Regions from separate parts of the Sus scrofa genome. Here region 2 is linked to region 1. Evidence: chromatin contacts called from public Hi-C data. All regions are on one chromosome and are shown on one strand. Each heading gives the region's core, a stretch centred on a gene start, on an enhancer-like site or on the middle of the called end of the contact. The rest is flanking DNA. Distances are from core to core; before and after follow the strand shown. Region 1 holds the start of LMF1 (lipase maturation factor 1). Region 2 overlaps LMF1 (lipase maturation factor 1).

What was found. A called contact is a pair of places that touch in the nucleus more often than the background predicts.
Region 2: a contact with region 1 is called in a Hi-C map of liver, with 3 times the contacts expected there. The contact joins the enhancer-like site here to the promoter of LMF1 in region 1. A contact is called at or near these places in 2 of 5 promoter capture datasets (fetal skeletal muscle and liver), 3 of 47 Hi-C or Micro-C datasets (brain, embryonic fibroblasts and liver) and 2 of 2 datasets of contacts at active chromatin or transcription factors (alveolar macrophages and skeletal muscle).

What each region holds. Positions count from the first base shown.
Region 1 is chr3:40,838,152-40,845,352 of Sscrofa11.1, reverse strand. LMF1 (lipase maturation factor 1) reads right to left here and starts at 4,111. Exons shown (of 11, transcript XM_021086874.1): 1 at 3,882-4,111. The coding sequence starts at 4,068.
Region 2 is chr3:40,891,986-40,899,632 of Sscrofa11.1, reverse strand. All of the region lies in intron 3 of LMF1 (lipase maturation factor 1), which reads right to left. Among named protein-coding and RNA genes, the nearest start is that of LMF1, 55 kb to the right of the region's middle. Within about 2 kb of position 3,807, at least 34 of the 83 cell types and tissues checked have an H3K27ac peak or open chromatin away from gene starts, as enhancers often do. A contact at or near this core is called in alveolar macrophages, embryonic fibroblasts, liver and 1 more, where this site is marked.

The sequences.
Region 1 (7,201 bases), core at 2,862-5,361:
TGACAGTGGCCATCGGGGATGTCAGGAGGAGGACTCGCCTGCTCTTCTCCCCATGACCCTCCTCCTGCTGCCTCTACTGCTGGACCGAAGCTGCCCAAGTCACATGCCACTGACTTGCCTGGCAACGTGGAGGCCACCCTCACAGTGGTGCCCACCCAGTCCTGGCCACGCATGCGTGCGTGTGGGTGCCCCATCTCTCCCGACTCAGACGGCTCCTGCACACTCCAGAAGCCACTTCAGGCTCTTCCACCCACAGGGGCCGAGGTAGCAAGAGCTAAGCAGCTGGACACTCTCATTCCCTGCAACCACAGCCCAGAGTCTGGTTCCACGAAAGAAAAATGAGATCTGGTCTCCCCCGTTAAATCGTTTAAAAAAAGTGAATCTAAGGCAAGCAGTGCAGGAAATGTCCCACCTTACTTACAGGGAAAAATGAAAAGAGGACGGATTTAAATTTCGGAAGAGAAAAACCTATTCAGTTTTCACTTCTGTTACAGAAATGGCCAATAGAGGAGTTCCGTTGTGGCTCAGCGGTAACGAACCCAACTAGTATCTGTGAGGACAAGGGTTTGATCCCTGGCCCCACTCAGTGGGTTAAGGATCTGGCGTTGCCAAGAGCTGGGGTGTAGGCTGCAGATGAGGCTTGGATCCTGTGTGGCTGTGCCTGTGACACAGGCCAGCAGCCGCAGCTGCAGCTCTGGTTTGACCCCTAGCCTGGGAACTGCCATATGCCTAGGGTGCAGCCCTAAAAAGAAAAAAAGAAAAAAAAAAATGGCCAAGTAGAAAGTAGAAAAAAATTTCCAAAATATCACAGGATCTCAGAGCTAAACCAAACCAACAACCTCAGAAAGGCTCAGTCAGCCCCCGCCCCACTGGAGGAAAGAGTCACCCCCCCACAAAGCCCCCTACCCCACCGGCTCTAGGGAGGAAGGAGACAGGCCCAGGCATGAGACTCTAGCTGCTTCCTGACCTAGGAGAGGGGACCAAGGCCACCCAACCTGCATCATCAAGGAGGTCTGCAAAGATTTCCTTAAAAAAAAAAAAAAAATTGGGTTTTCTCTCCCCTTCGGATAAAGGGCTATAAACTAAATCAGAATCACCTCTGCGATGTCCCTGTCCACCGGGCGGTTCCATTGAATGTGGTGAAATTCTGGACCTGGGCACAATAAGCCCCAGTGCGTCCTCTCTGCAGGCGTGTGCTGCAGGGAGCGCAGAGAGAGCAGTGCTTGTGTCTTCAACAAACAGGGAGCACTTTAGAGACGCCTGCAAATCTAAGCAGCCCTGGAGGGGCCTGGAGGGAAGACGGAGAACTAACTGCACGAGAACTCTCAGAAGCGCTGAAAGCTCAGAACGACAAAAAAAGAAGCGGGAGTCCAGCACTCTTGTGGCTCCATTTGTCCTCACATTTTCCAAAGAAAAGCTAAGAGTTCAGCAAATGCGGGTGCGGGACTGCGGACGGGCCGCCAGGCTGGGCCTCCAGACCCAGGTGAGCCTTGTGACGGGGAGCGGGACGAGCTGCAGCTGTGGGAGCTTCGCCTCCGCCGCTGTGATGGCTGCTGTGACCGGCAGCGGGCAGATCCGCTCCACCAGCAGCAGGACCACCCGCCCGACGCTGCAGAGCCTCGGCTCCGAGGGGCGGCCTTCACGATGAACCGTGAACACAGGCCAAGCCTCTCAGAGCCCTCTGAGCGCTCCGGCAAAGGTGTGGAACCAGAGGGGGCCCGGGCCCTGATGGACGGCTGGTCGCTCAGAAGCACAGGGGATGCCAGGACCGAGGGGGGGGGGGTCTGCGCGGACGCCGGGCACTTGGCGTCAGAAGGAGCGCGTCCCCTCGAGCAGTGTCTGGACCGTCAGAGGATTCATCGGTGTGCGAAAAAACCCACGCGCGCGGTCGAGGTCAGAGGCATGTGAGCAGGAGAAATCAGAGTGTTTCCCTTCGGTCACCCGCCAGGGAGCAGGAGTCAGGCCGTATAAGACTCCTGGACGCCACCGAGCTCCGAAGAAGCACAGGCCCGGGCGACTTCTGTGCGACCGAGAAGGACACAGACAGTTCACCTTCTCCACGCTCTTTGCTAGAAAGCGGACTGGGTGCGCACGCTTTAAAGAGAGAACAACCCCCAAATAAGAAAGGAGATCCAAGGAATTAGGACTTCAATGACAGAGGACCAGAGGCCTCTCGGGTGGGCAGTCTGCGCCGTCAGTGTCACGGCCAGGGTGCCGATGGGGGGGGGGGGAACACAGTTGGAAAAGTATCCCGTGGTGACACGGAGTATTGATAAAGGCCGCAGAAAGGCAAGGAAATTTATGGAAGGGGAGCTGCTCCCAGGTGACAAAGGATGGAGGTATGAAAACCGTCCCTGGATGCAAGGAGCTCCCAGGGCGACACCAGACAGGCTCCTGGCTTAGGAACTGTTAGCTGTGCAGACGCCTGTTGTCCAGCCTGGCAGTCCCAGAGAACAAGTGTACCAACGTCAGGGAAAGGTGCCCAGAGCCCATGGCATTGTGGGATTTCCCCGGGAGTTAAGGGGCTCAGAGGGAGTCTGCGGTGAGACCCACAACTCTCCAGAAAGAGATCAAGGCAGGATGACTGCCTCCTTGCCCGGGTCATCTCAGCCAGAGACCCTCTCCGCCCGGAAGATGCGAAAAACTGGTTTCTTCGAGCGGCTGAACCCCACCCTACCGCCCCGCCACCCCCAATAGAGAGAAGCCAGGGGAAAAAACCCATCTGCCAGGGCAAATCATTCTGTACTCAGCACCAGGCTTAAAATATCTGCTCGCCCCGGTGGCTGGAAACGGTTCCCTTCTGAATTGAAGGGCGAATCCCTGTGGAGATCAAAGGCAGCCCCACTCCCTGGAAAGCCGAGCAGGGTTTTAAGCGGCGCTCTCTGCGAGCGGAGCCACCCACCGGGGTTTTTCCACTGTTACGGCGACGGTTTAAGGGACTATTAAAGTCTCGCAGATTAACTTTGCCTTGACTCCATCTTTCGCAAAATGACAGCTCAAACGTTTGGAATGATTATTCAATCCCGTGGAGACTAAAGCAATACCGGCAAGAACTATTTTTTATGGTAACTTAGAGCGCACGGGAGGCGGGGCTGAACCCCCCCATCCCTGCCCGCCGCCGCACGCGGCGGCCCTCGAAGGGCTCGCAGGACCCCCCGGCCCCACCCCGGGACCTGGCCCCGCGGAGCCCTCTCAGTGTTTGCTGAAGGCCGCTGTGCAAAGAGCTGCATGTCCCCCCCTTCTAACGCCGGCTCGAAGAGCTGCATGTCCACCCCTTCCAACGCGTCGGAAACGAAGCCGGCTCGCCGCGCCGGGGACCAGCGCCCTCTGGACCCTCCGGAAGGGGGACTTGCCCGCTGGCCCCAGATCACTCCTGCCGTGGACTGTCCCCCACCCCCACGGCCCCCGCAAGGCCACGTTCCTCTGAGAAGCCCGGCTGGGCTTCAGACGCCCTGCTCGGCTTCGGGCGTTTGCACCCGTCCGGGCGTGGGGACCAGGGCGGGCGTGTGTATTTCGCGCTGGGGGGCACCCGGGGGTCCAGCCTTGTGGTCGAGGAGACCCGGGAGGCAGGGGGGCCGGGGCTGGCCGCGAGGCTCTGCCCGGTCAAACCCGGCTAGCGCCCACCTCGCAGGTGAGTCCGCACCTGCTGCTCGTGCCTCAAAGCTGCCGAGCCGCGGGGAGGCCGCAGGCGCCGCAGACCGTGGAACTGCAGGCGGCAGAGCGGAGCCGCTGCCCCACGGACGCCCGGTCGGCGTGGGCGCCCCCGGTCCCGGCAGGGGGGAGGGGCGCGCGGCCGGGGCTCGGCGGGGAGCCCGCGGGGGGACGGCCTGTGGGGGCGGGGCGCGTGGAGGGGCACCATCGGGCAGGCCCCGCGGACTCACAGTAAACGAAAGCGAGGGCCTTCAGGAGCACGACCCTGGTGAGCCAGAAGGTGCCCGCGCGGAAGCGGGCCGGGCAGCTCATGGGGTCGCGCCCCGGCGGAGACGCGGGCTCCGGGCCCGCGGCCGCGGCCTTCCGCCGCCTCAGGGGATCCTCGGACGCCGCCATCGCCGGGCCCTCAGAACGCATGCGCGGGGGACGCCGCGCGCCGATCGCTCCGCCCCCGCCGAGAGGCCCCGCCCACAACTGGAGGTTCACGTGCGCCGCGGCCAGCCGCGCGCACGCTCGGGGGCGCTGCTGCTGCGGGGGTCGGGGGCTTCGCGCCTGAAAGACTGGCGGCGCCGCTGCGGGAGCCGGGTTGACCGCGTCGCTCCTTCACTCACTCGTTCATTGAATAAGCCGAGGTTGCAGAGGTCCCCAGTGCACGCCCCTACCCAGGAGCTCGCCCTCCTGGACTCTCACTCTAGGGAGGGCGGGAGGCACTGAATTCAGAGGCAGAAACGCAATGTGAAGGAGGCTCTTGGAAAGCATGTGTCTGACGATGTGATATGCATCCAGGGAGGCTGAGATGAGGGCAGCCAAGAACCCTGGAGGCTACCGTGCTCCCTCTGCATGCCCTGGCTGTGTGTGGAACTCACATTCGCGCAGAGGAAAGGCCGAGCAGGATTCACCACCCCAGGATTCCAGGCTGCCTCTGCCTGCATTGAGAAGGAGGAGTGGGTGGGCAGTTGCCTCGAAGGGGTCCCTTCCCAGCTCCCCACTTCTGCTATCTGAGGAGGATGCTGGGGTGGTGGCTCCACAGCTAGTGACAGACAGTTCAGGCAGCACCTGGGTCCTAATATTCAGACCCTTCAGCTCTCTTCCCCACCCCCACCCCCACCCCCGAAGTTTCTGCACAGGGCAACCAAGTCCCCTTAGCACTTCTCCTGGCTCTCGAGACTGGACCTCTAGCCAAGGGGGGAAAGTGGCTGGCTGAGGATTCAGAGGAGGGAAGCCCTTACTGACCAGTGAATCACCCAACAGAACCCCAGGAAGCCTCCAGCAACTCTACATTCTGAGGATACGGGACAGGTGTCATTCAGCGGGTGGAGTGCTAGGCAATCTTCAGAGGAAAGAAGAGGTGTGGGGAGTTCCTGTCGTGGCGCAGTGGAAAGAATCCGACTAGGAACCATGAGGTTGCAGGTTTGATACCTGGCCTCGCCCGGTGGGTTAAGGATCTGGCATGGCTGTGGCTGTGGTGGAGGCTGGCAGCTGTAGCTCCGATTCAACCCCTAGCCTGGGAATCTCCATATGCTGCTAGTGTGGCCCTAAAAAGCAAAAAAAAAAAAAAAAAAAAAAAAGAAAGAAAGAAAGAAAGAAAGAAAGAAAGAAAGAAAGGTGTGTGAGAGAGTAGGCATTAGCGCCTTCAGAGTTTGGGGTAAACTGTGGAGTACTTGGAAGGAAATGATTGCAGTAGGTGTGGATTTTTCCTTATTCATTTGTAAAAACTCTTAACGTGTTAAAGATCCTTTTCTTGTGTGTCTACTGTGAATTTTTGTCCTGGGTTTTTTGTTTTCACATCTTGTTCCTAGTGTTTGATGTATAAATGATCGATATTTACATAGTCAAATAATCAGGCTTTCTCGGTTGTTTAATTATCTCTTCACCGTCTGTATTGTGAGCTCCATAAGGGCAAGAACTGGCTCTGGACAAGGGATCTCCCGAATTAGTCCAGACTAGACACTTCTGGAACCTCTCTGCAGCCTCCAGCTGCTGCTCCCCACCCCCAGTGTTGGGGTAATAGCATCTACGTGCATCTTAGTGATTTTTTTTTTGTTTTGTTTGTTTGTTTGTTTTGCCAAGACCACAGCATGCATAAGTTCCCAAGCCACGGATCAAACCCAAGCCACAGCAGTGATCATGCCAGGTCCTCAACCCACTAGGCCACCAGGGAACTCCTACAATGTGATTTTTTAAAAAAACCTTCCTTTTCTTGTCCATGAAAAACCCTTCCTTGGGACCCCACCTGAGAAGTGGGACCTGGAAGACAGATTTTCCATGGAGGGTACAAACGTCTTTTGCATCCTGAAGAGCCCCCCGCAGGGAAGCGTGAGCCTGAGGGGGAGTGGAGGAACACCTAGCCCCGGCCGGAGTCCTGCTTCCAGGTCCTTCCACACGAACCCACAACCTGCCCCTCCCCTCCCCCACCCCGGCCAGTTGTCCAGGTGCCGAGTCCCAGATGAGCCCGCACAGCCGTCTGGGGGGAGCACGGAGAATCCGGCCAAGCCCGCCCGAGCTCCCCTGGGTCCCTGCCCGGATGTGGGAGCGGAGCAGGGGACAGAGGCGAGGAGGGACGGCTCCACTGTCAGGTGTGACCCTGGATGCTGCTTTTCAGGTGGGGACAGTTCTCACAAAGGGCCCTTTGTCCTCAGCTTCCCCTGGCCAGGGCTGCATTGTTCCCCCTGAGACGTGTACAATGGGACATTGTGCGGAGCAGAAAGGGGCCCCTTGTCCAGCCTCCAGCTCACTGGGCTCTGGGCTCCCTCCCCGGGTTTGCCCAGGGTGGGCAAGGCCATCGGAGAGGTCTGCCGGGAGCTCATATTCTCATGTCTCTTCCTGGGAGCTGACCGCAGAGGTCCAGTCTATCTCAGGGTCTAGAACCTTCCAGGGAGTGAACCCCATGGAGCAGGGCTTGGCTGAGGAAAGGCTGGCCCGGGGCCCAGTTCTTGCCTGTTTCTGCCTGAATTTAATCAAGTGTCCACAGGTGTATCACAGCCATAAAAAGGAGTAAAGCATTTATACGCCTGCAGCAGAGACGAGCCTTGAAAATACCGTGCTCGGGGAGAAGCCGGGCATACAAAGCCACATACTGTATGCTTCCGTTTACATGGAACGTCCAGAATAAGCAAATCCACGGTGGCAGAGCTTCGATCAGTGGTTCCCAGGAGCTGGGGGAGGGAGACAAGGAGCGACTGCTGACAGGGAAAAGATTTCTGTGTGGAGGGACCAAAATACTGTCAAACTGGATAGCAGCGATGCTCACACATGCTGAATGTATGAAATGCTACTGAATTGTACGCCTAAAAATACTTAATTTGGGACCTCCCCCTATGGTGCAGTGGGTTAAGAGACGGCATTGATACAGCTGTGGCATAGGTTGCAGCTGCAGCCCAGATTCAATCCCTGGCTGGAGAACTTCCATATGCCACAGGCATGGCAACAAAACAAAACAAAAACAAAAACAAAAACACCCCCACGGAGTTCCCATCATGGCCCAGGAGAAATGAATCTGACGAGCATCCATGAGGACGCAGGTTCGATCCCTGGCCTCGCTCCGTGGGTT
Region 2 (7,647 bases), core at 2,558-5,057, 55 kb before region 1:
CAGCTTCCCACAGACACCACAGAGAGGAAGCAGGACGCGTCCATGCGGGGAGATCGCAGGCACCGCCCGTCGCCCATGAGGTCCAGGTCTCATCCCACCCGCGGGGCCGGCCAGCCTGTGCGTCACACCCCGCTTCCAACACCGGCCTCGCGTCTCGATGGGAAGAAGCGGACTTTGCTCCTCAGGAGACAACCCTGCCGGCTTTATCTCGAGGCCACTTCCATCACACGGCTCCCTTCACATGTGGTCTATGACGGCGAACACACGTGCAGACAACGTGGGCTGAGCGGACTTAACCGCAGCTGCTTCCGCTCTGAGGACGGACGGCCCCGGGTCCTCAGTGCCAGCCTTCCTCTGCTGGCGGTGGGAAACCTCGGGGGCCGCGAGGCCAGTGCCTGAGGCCCCTGCTGGCTCCGAGAGCAGGGCAGGCCCCGGAGGAGGCAAGGCCGGGGCCGCCCGCCTGCCCGCCTGGGAGTCGGGCCTGTGCCTCACTCGCGCTGGCTGGAAACTGCCCAGCAGCCGGCAGAGCCCGCACGGGCGTGTGGCGAGGTCCCCAGAGCCCGCCTTCTCTGTCACCTCACTCGGCACAGCCGCGCGAACAGAATGGGAATGTGCAGTCTGAGTGACATCAATCACGGCGACGTGCAAGTGGCAGAGCCCAGAGACCCCCCCTAAGTGCCAGGAAGCAGGCAATGGGGACCTGCTGCCACCCTAGGGACGCATGTGTCACCTGGCCCTTCTGAACCACTGGCATTCTCCTCGCTCTGATGGGTGAGTGGGCCCCCCCTCCACCTCATCAGAGCTGGTTTCCAGGCTGAGGCTGGAGCTGCCTCCTTGCTGGGCGTCCCTCCGGGCACCAGCGCCTGCTGGCCCGCTGAGGAGGAGAGGGTGGCCTGCACCCACCCGCCCTGCTTCCTCTGCTTGGGCCCCGCGGGGGCAGCAGCTGTGCGGCCGCACAAGGAGCACATTGTCCGCCGCGGCCCCAGGAAAACAAGCCCTCCTCCAAGATGTGCAGGCCCCTCCAGAGGGACAGGGAGCCCGGAAGGTTCCACCCACGGGGGGACGTCCCGCCAGTGGCTTTGGGAGGGTGGTGAGCAAGTGCCCGGGGGAGCTTCCATGCGGTTGCCCCCACCCACTGCTGGCTCGTTTCCCATAAGGCAGCCCACACAGGACAGCGCGTTTGGGACGCATCCTTGTGAGACCGGGGTTGGGGCTCTGCCCTGCACGTGGACAGAGGTGGTGGCCGCGGGGTGGAGATGTGGGCGTGGTAAGCAGCAGGGGACACGCGGGGTGGTCCACTCCTGTCCTGACCGAGCCCAGGACTGGCCATCGGCGGCGGCCTCCAGGTCCCAGAGCAGGCGGAGCCCCTGCCTTGCCGTCCGTGCACCCGAGGGCTGGCCTGGCCACAGCCTGGCTCGCTCAGGCGCTCCGAGCAGGGGGCTGCTCTGTGGGCTCGCCTCCCGGCCCGGGCTTCCAAACCACCCTCTGAGTCCCCGGCCTGGGGTGCCCGCCGTGTGAGCAGGAGCCACACATCGAGTCTGAGGAATGCCTGCGACGCGATGCACTCAGGTCCTTGGTCTTGGGCCCGACCTGTGACCCGAGGCTGCCCCGGCTGCTCGGCAGCAGGACGCGGACGTGGCGCTGGTGTGGCTCTTCCCCCGGGTTCTAGGAAGGGTGAGGACTCTTCTATAGAAGATGAGAAACCCTGCTACGGGGCAGCCCGGCGACGCCAAGCACAGCGAGCAGGGCTCCAGGGCGGATGCAGAAGGCCGGCTGCTCCTCCCGGGAGACTCTCGCTGACTGTCTGCTCTGGACGTGGACGCCCGCAGACCGGCTCCAGCCAACAAGGGGACCTGGGGGGCTCAGCAGGTGCTGTGGTCACCCAGCGTCAAGGCCTGGATGCCAGAGGCCTCGCCGCTGACCAAGAAGGAAATGGGACCCTAAGCAAGCTTTCAGGGCTGGGGCCGCCTGATGGCGCTGACACTGCCTGGAAACTGTCACCGTTCCTGAGGAAGAGTAATTAAGCTGCGCAGGCACGGCTCCTCAGAGATGACAGCACCATCCACGCTGTGAGCAGGAGCCCATTAGCTTCACGGTTACAAGCGGGAGGGGAGAGGGCGCATCACGGCTGACAGCTGTCACTCCTGCCTGCGTCCCCCGCCCCACCTGGGAGCACAGCCTAAGTCACAGCACCTCGGCCCTCTGGGCAGAGCAGCCAGCGCTGCATCACGGATGGCAAAGAAGGAACCTTCTTATACCTTAGAGACCCGGTTCTTAGGCCCCCTGTCCCCACAGGTGCCAACGCCCGGTCTCTCAAAGAGACCGAAGCACGAGATGAGGGGTGACAGGGCTGCTTCGGGAGCGCCTGGCCTGGCCCAGTGTCCCTGACACCGTCTGCTGGGATGATGGCTCACTGTGGCAGCGGCGGGACGTGCTGGGCCCTGCAACAGCCCCTGGGCCTCACGACGGGCACACGCCCGGGTCCAGCGTGGCTCCCGGGGAGAGGGCGGGTGGGGAGGTGGGGGACAAGGCGGGCAGTCCTGACTTCATTCACCATGCACTCCGGTCCCTGACCCCTTGCCAAACTCAAGCAGCGGGAGAGGAACCCAGACTCTGCAAGCCCCCAACACGGGGCCGGGAGCCTCAGGACCCGAGGCCCTGAGCACAGCCGGCCCGCCTGGTCCAGGAGCACCGCCTGTAGCCGGCTCCTCAGCACGTGCCCCGCCCCAGTACTCGAGGCCGGTACAGTGTGTCCTCAGAAGGAGAGCCCTCGGGACTGAAGTCTAACCCTACCCCAACCCTGACCCTGACCCGACCCCCGACCCTCCAACCCTAAGCCCCTAACCCAGCTCCATGACCCGACCTAAAATCCAGCACTGTCCCTAACCAGAGCCCTGCCCTGGGCCCTACAGAGCCCTGGACTGTCGATCTGGAGCCCCGCCCTTCCTCCAACGAGCGTGCAGCGCAGTGTCGCCCACGGCCCTGGGCTGTCCCCGACTAGGGAGCCCGGCACCTTCTCGATCAGAGACCTAAGTGTCCCAAACTAGGGCCCTGATCTGTCCCTCATGAGGCCCTGCACTGTCTGAAACCAAAGCCCTTGGCTGTTACCAACCAGAGCCCTGCTCTCTCTCTCGAGTCCTGCCCAACGAAGGCCCTGGACTGTCTCTAACTACGGTCCTGCACTGTCCCTGACTAGATTTCTGCCCTGTCCCTAAACTAGAGCTCTGCCTTGTCCCGAATGACATCCCTGTCCTGTTCCTAATGAGAGGCCTGTGCAGTCCCTGACAGTGGCCCTGCACTGTCCCTATCTAGGGTCTTGCACTGTCTCTAACTAGAGCCCTGATCTGTCCCTAACTAGGGCCCCAAGCTGTTTCTAATCTAACCCTGCTCTGTCCCCGCTGAGGGTCGGCTGTGCTACCGCATCCCCCCCACTTTCCTGTCCACAAGCTGTGCTCGAGAGCAGGCGTCGCGCCACTTGCCGCGCCTGTGTGTGGGCTATCCCATGTGAGGGAGACTGCGTTTTGAGGACAGAGGGACGGCCAGTGTGCCAGCCCCCTGCAGCCTGGCATGGAGGTGACCCCGCCCCAGCAGGGGCTCGGGTGGTGAAGAAGGCATGGCAGCCGGAGGGGTGCAAGGGAGGCCCCGCCGACACTGCCCCTGAACCGACAGCCCCCCTTGCCACCCAGACAGGCAGGCCCTGGGGGAACCATGAGCAACAGTGACCCTGCAAACACTGCGGTCCAGAGGGCACGACTGCCAAATGACTCGTTAAGACGGTTTCCTGTTTCATTCTGACGAAACACAACAAGAGAGCAGAGAACAAACAAAAGGGAGGTCACAACAGCAGAATGGAAACCTCTCGCCAGGTCCAGCACGGCCCGGGGAACAGGCACTCCTGTCTGCTCTTCGCCTAGACAGGGGCCACACAGGCACGGGACCCTCAGCCTCTTCTGGCCTCAAACCACCTGGCCTCGCTGCCCCTGCCTGAAGGGACAGACTGGGGCCCATCCTCGGGCCCAGGAGGAACTGAAGCCTGAGGCCCCGGGACGCAGCCAGGCTCCTGAGCACCTCCCCTACCTTGGCCCCTCACTCGGTGGGTGATGGGCCTGCTGGGCCTCCTGTGTCCCCGCCCTTGCCTGGAGCCACGTCTGCCCAGGAGTCCTCAAGAATCGGCGGGACCCGGGCAGGCCTCTCGGGACAGGAGCCCCATCTGTCCAGCTTCCTGGTCACGTCTTGTGCATGTGACAGTTTACGCCAGAGGTCAGGCGGCAGACAACACACGTTTTCTCTCAAGGAGGTGTTTTGCAAAGAGCTGGCTGAAGGCTTCCTGCTCTAAGAAAAAACGTCATTTAAGTGGCCTGCTCCCAATCAGGCAGCGCCTGGCAAACTGCCGATCTGTGTTTAGGGGTGTCCTGGCCGCCGCGGGGCAGGAACTGACCCGGGTGACCCCCGAGGCGGCTGCCCGCCCCTCGCAGCGCCTCACGGTGCTGGGCAATATTCGGTTGCCATGGCAACCGGCCCTCCGCACCCAGGCGTGCCCGCCACTCTGACCCGTGCAGGTGTCACCAACTAGGCCGGAAACAAAATCCACGGTGAGGACCTCAGCTGGCTTGGCTGGTGTGGGGCAAACACGGGAAGGCTTCCTGTCGACGGAAATGAGAGCCGGCCCCGGAGGCTTTTCAGATGAATAGATTCCAAATCTTTAACATGTATCAGGCTGAAGGGCACACGAGGCCTTACATGTCTTTGTCTTTTGTTTCCCGCGCAGGAAAATCAGCCAAAGCACGTCTCCAAGTGCCTTGGCGGACGGGAGGCGATGCGAGGTGCCTGGCACAGCCGTTCCGGGCGGCCCGTCTGCTGGGCTGTCTCACCTGCCTGCTCCCCAGGCAGCCCGGGAGGTTCGTGTGTCCACAGGCCCTGCACGGGGCAGCCTAACACCCAGCACCACGGCGGGCGAGCTCCTGCCCCCGCACACTCGTGCCACGCACGTGGGGGCCGCCCTCACCCCACGCTGCCCTGGTGCCTGCAGACGACCTGCTAAGCCCACAGCCACCCAGGGCCTCCCCCATGCTCATGAACCTGGGGCCGGCATCCTCAGGCTGCCTGGGCAAGCCCTGGGACAGGCTCGCGTGGCCAGTTAGGACAGAAACGCCCACCCTGGTCAGCAGCGCCAGGGAGGGTCGGCGCATCTGGAAAGGAGAGCATCACTCACCCACAGCCAGCAGGCACCCAGGTCAGAGGTCAGGACAGCCCTCAGGCCTCCGCCCCCCACGGACTCCGTGTCTGCTGGGGGTCACTGCCGGGGACATGCCCGTGTCTCCCTCTCCCCCGCCACCTCTGGAGGCTGGTTGTCTCTGGCCCTCCAGGGAGGTCAATGTGACGGGCAGCTCCCCGGAGGTCAGAGGCCAGGACGGCTGCTGAGGGGCAGAGTGCCCCACAGACCCGCCCCAGGCAGCATGCAGCCCCTGGGATGACAAGGGGAGAAGCGGGCGTCTCAGCACCGCTGCGGGCACAATCTTGCTCAGAGGTCATGTGCAAAGGAGCCTGCATGGTGCTTTAGTGACACAGGGCGGGGCAGTGACAGCTTCGGGCATCATGTCCCTGATGCCCTCAGAAGAAACTTCCAGAAGCGTTTTCTTCTTCTGCTCAGTGTACAGTGGGAGATGAGGTTCCAGCTGATGCAAGCCATCATGGGGACACGCCATGAGTGACCCACAGAGAGACCCACAGGCAGAGGGTGATGATGACCAGGGCCCAGCGACCACCTGACCCACCCCTCGCTCTGCCCAGGGGGGACCTCCTGTGCTGGAGACCCAGGTCCCTTAGGCCTCTGCTCCCAGGGCCCGTCCCTACCACCCTTTGCTCAGGTCTCCGCTCAGATGCCACCTTCTCAGGGCCTTCCTTGGACCTAACACTGCAGCTGGGCTCCATCCACCCTGGCACTGCCTGCCCGGCAGCACTCACCGCATACTGCTTATCTCGCCCGCTTCACCCCACACCCCGCCCCGGACCCGGAACGCGAGCTCCCAGCAGACCAAGCACCCACAGCGAGCATGTTCAAGGCTACAACAATGAAATGAAAATACACCCCTAAGACATGAAATGAGAGAACTCGGAAGAGAAAGAGAGCTACAAAGAAAGGACAAAATCCAGAACTGAGAAAGAAAATGTCTGGCACTGAAACAGAGCAGACTGGAGGCCAAGAACGCAAAGGTGGCGAGCGTGATGGCAGCTCAAGCAAGACCATTCGACCTGCGAACAGGGACTTAAAAAGTGAGTTACAACAAAACAGACTTTCAGGAACTGGTGAAACAACATCAGAAGCTCCAACATACGTGCAATTGGAATCTTAGGAAAGGAGAGAAACGAGGAGGAAAAAACTTTGAAAAAATACTGGCAGTAATTACCCAAACTTGGTAAAAGACCCAAATGATAGATTCAAAAGCCTCAGGGAATCGCAAGCGGGATAACATCCTGCTCAAAACGCCATGTGCAGGCACATCACTGTCAAAATGCCGCGAAGCAGAGACAAACCTTTGGGGCGCCCAGAGAGAAGAAAGGCACGGGTGGTCAGAGGACAGCCGACAGGAGCAGCAGTGACTTCTCGTCAGAAAAAATGGGGGCGAGAGACAGTGAAGCGAGGCAGAGTCTTGCACCTGATGGAACTGTCTGTTCTGAGATGAGAGCCAAGCATCCAGAAGCTTTTCAAACTGCCAGAGACCCCAGCAGCATGCATGGGAGGGGCTGGGCACAATCCGAGGCTTCGGGAGGAAAGCAAGCCTCGGGCGATCTCAGCGTGAGGGAGGCACCCCCCGCGCCCTCGGCAGGACCACGCGGACTGCCCGTCCAAGGGTGGGAGGGCAGAAGGCCTGCGTCCCCGACCGCGCTCAGGAGGCACCCGTAAGAAACACACCGCTTCTCTCTGACAGCAATCGAAGAGGTAGGACTGTGACTTCAAGGCCTCATGTTCGTGATGACAAATGGACAGAACACCGCCCATCGTTACGGAGAGAGAAGCAGGTGAACCTTCTCTAAGATCTGCTTTCAGCTGGGCCACTTTACTTCCATTTTCCAGAGAGGCTGGGTCCCCCGGCTGTCACGCATACAGCGAACTATGGCCTAACCCGCGCCTCGGAGAGCCAGCACCTCCTGTGCGTGAGGACAGGGCACAAAGGTCCCCAGGAGGGTGTCGACGGAGCGGGCCCTCTGGAAAGGCAGCAGGGAGCCCGGCGCGAAGCCGCCTGTCCCTCCTGACGGGAGCAGCAGGTGCCAACAGACCAAAGTGCTGAAGCTCCTGCCTGGACTCAGCCGTAGGGCAGACCCCTCTCCTCTGCGTACAGGGGGTGGCGACTGGCTGGGCACAGGGGAGGTTCTGGGCGAGGGCGGCCTCCGGCACCTTGACGAGAGTCTGGATTCCCGTACAGCTCTGCGCCGCTGCCAAAGCTAATATGGTCCAGGAGCTCCTGCTGTGGCACAATGGGATCGGTGGCGTCTCTGCAGCGCCAGGACACAGGTTTGATCCCTGGCCTGGCAAGTGGGCTAAAGGATCTGGTGCTGTCGAAGCTAAGGCAGAGGCTGCCACGGCAGCTCGGACCTGATCCCGGCCTGGGAATGCCATATGCCGCAGGGTGGCCAAAAGAGAAAAAA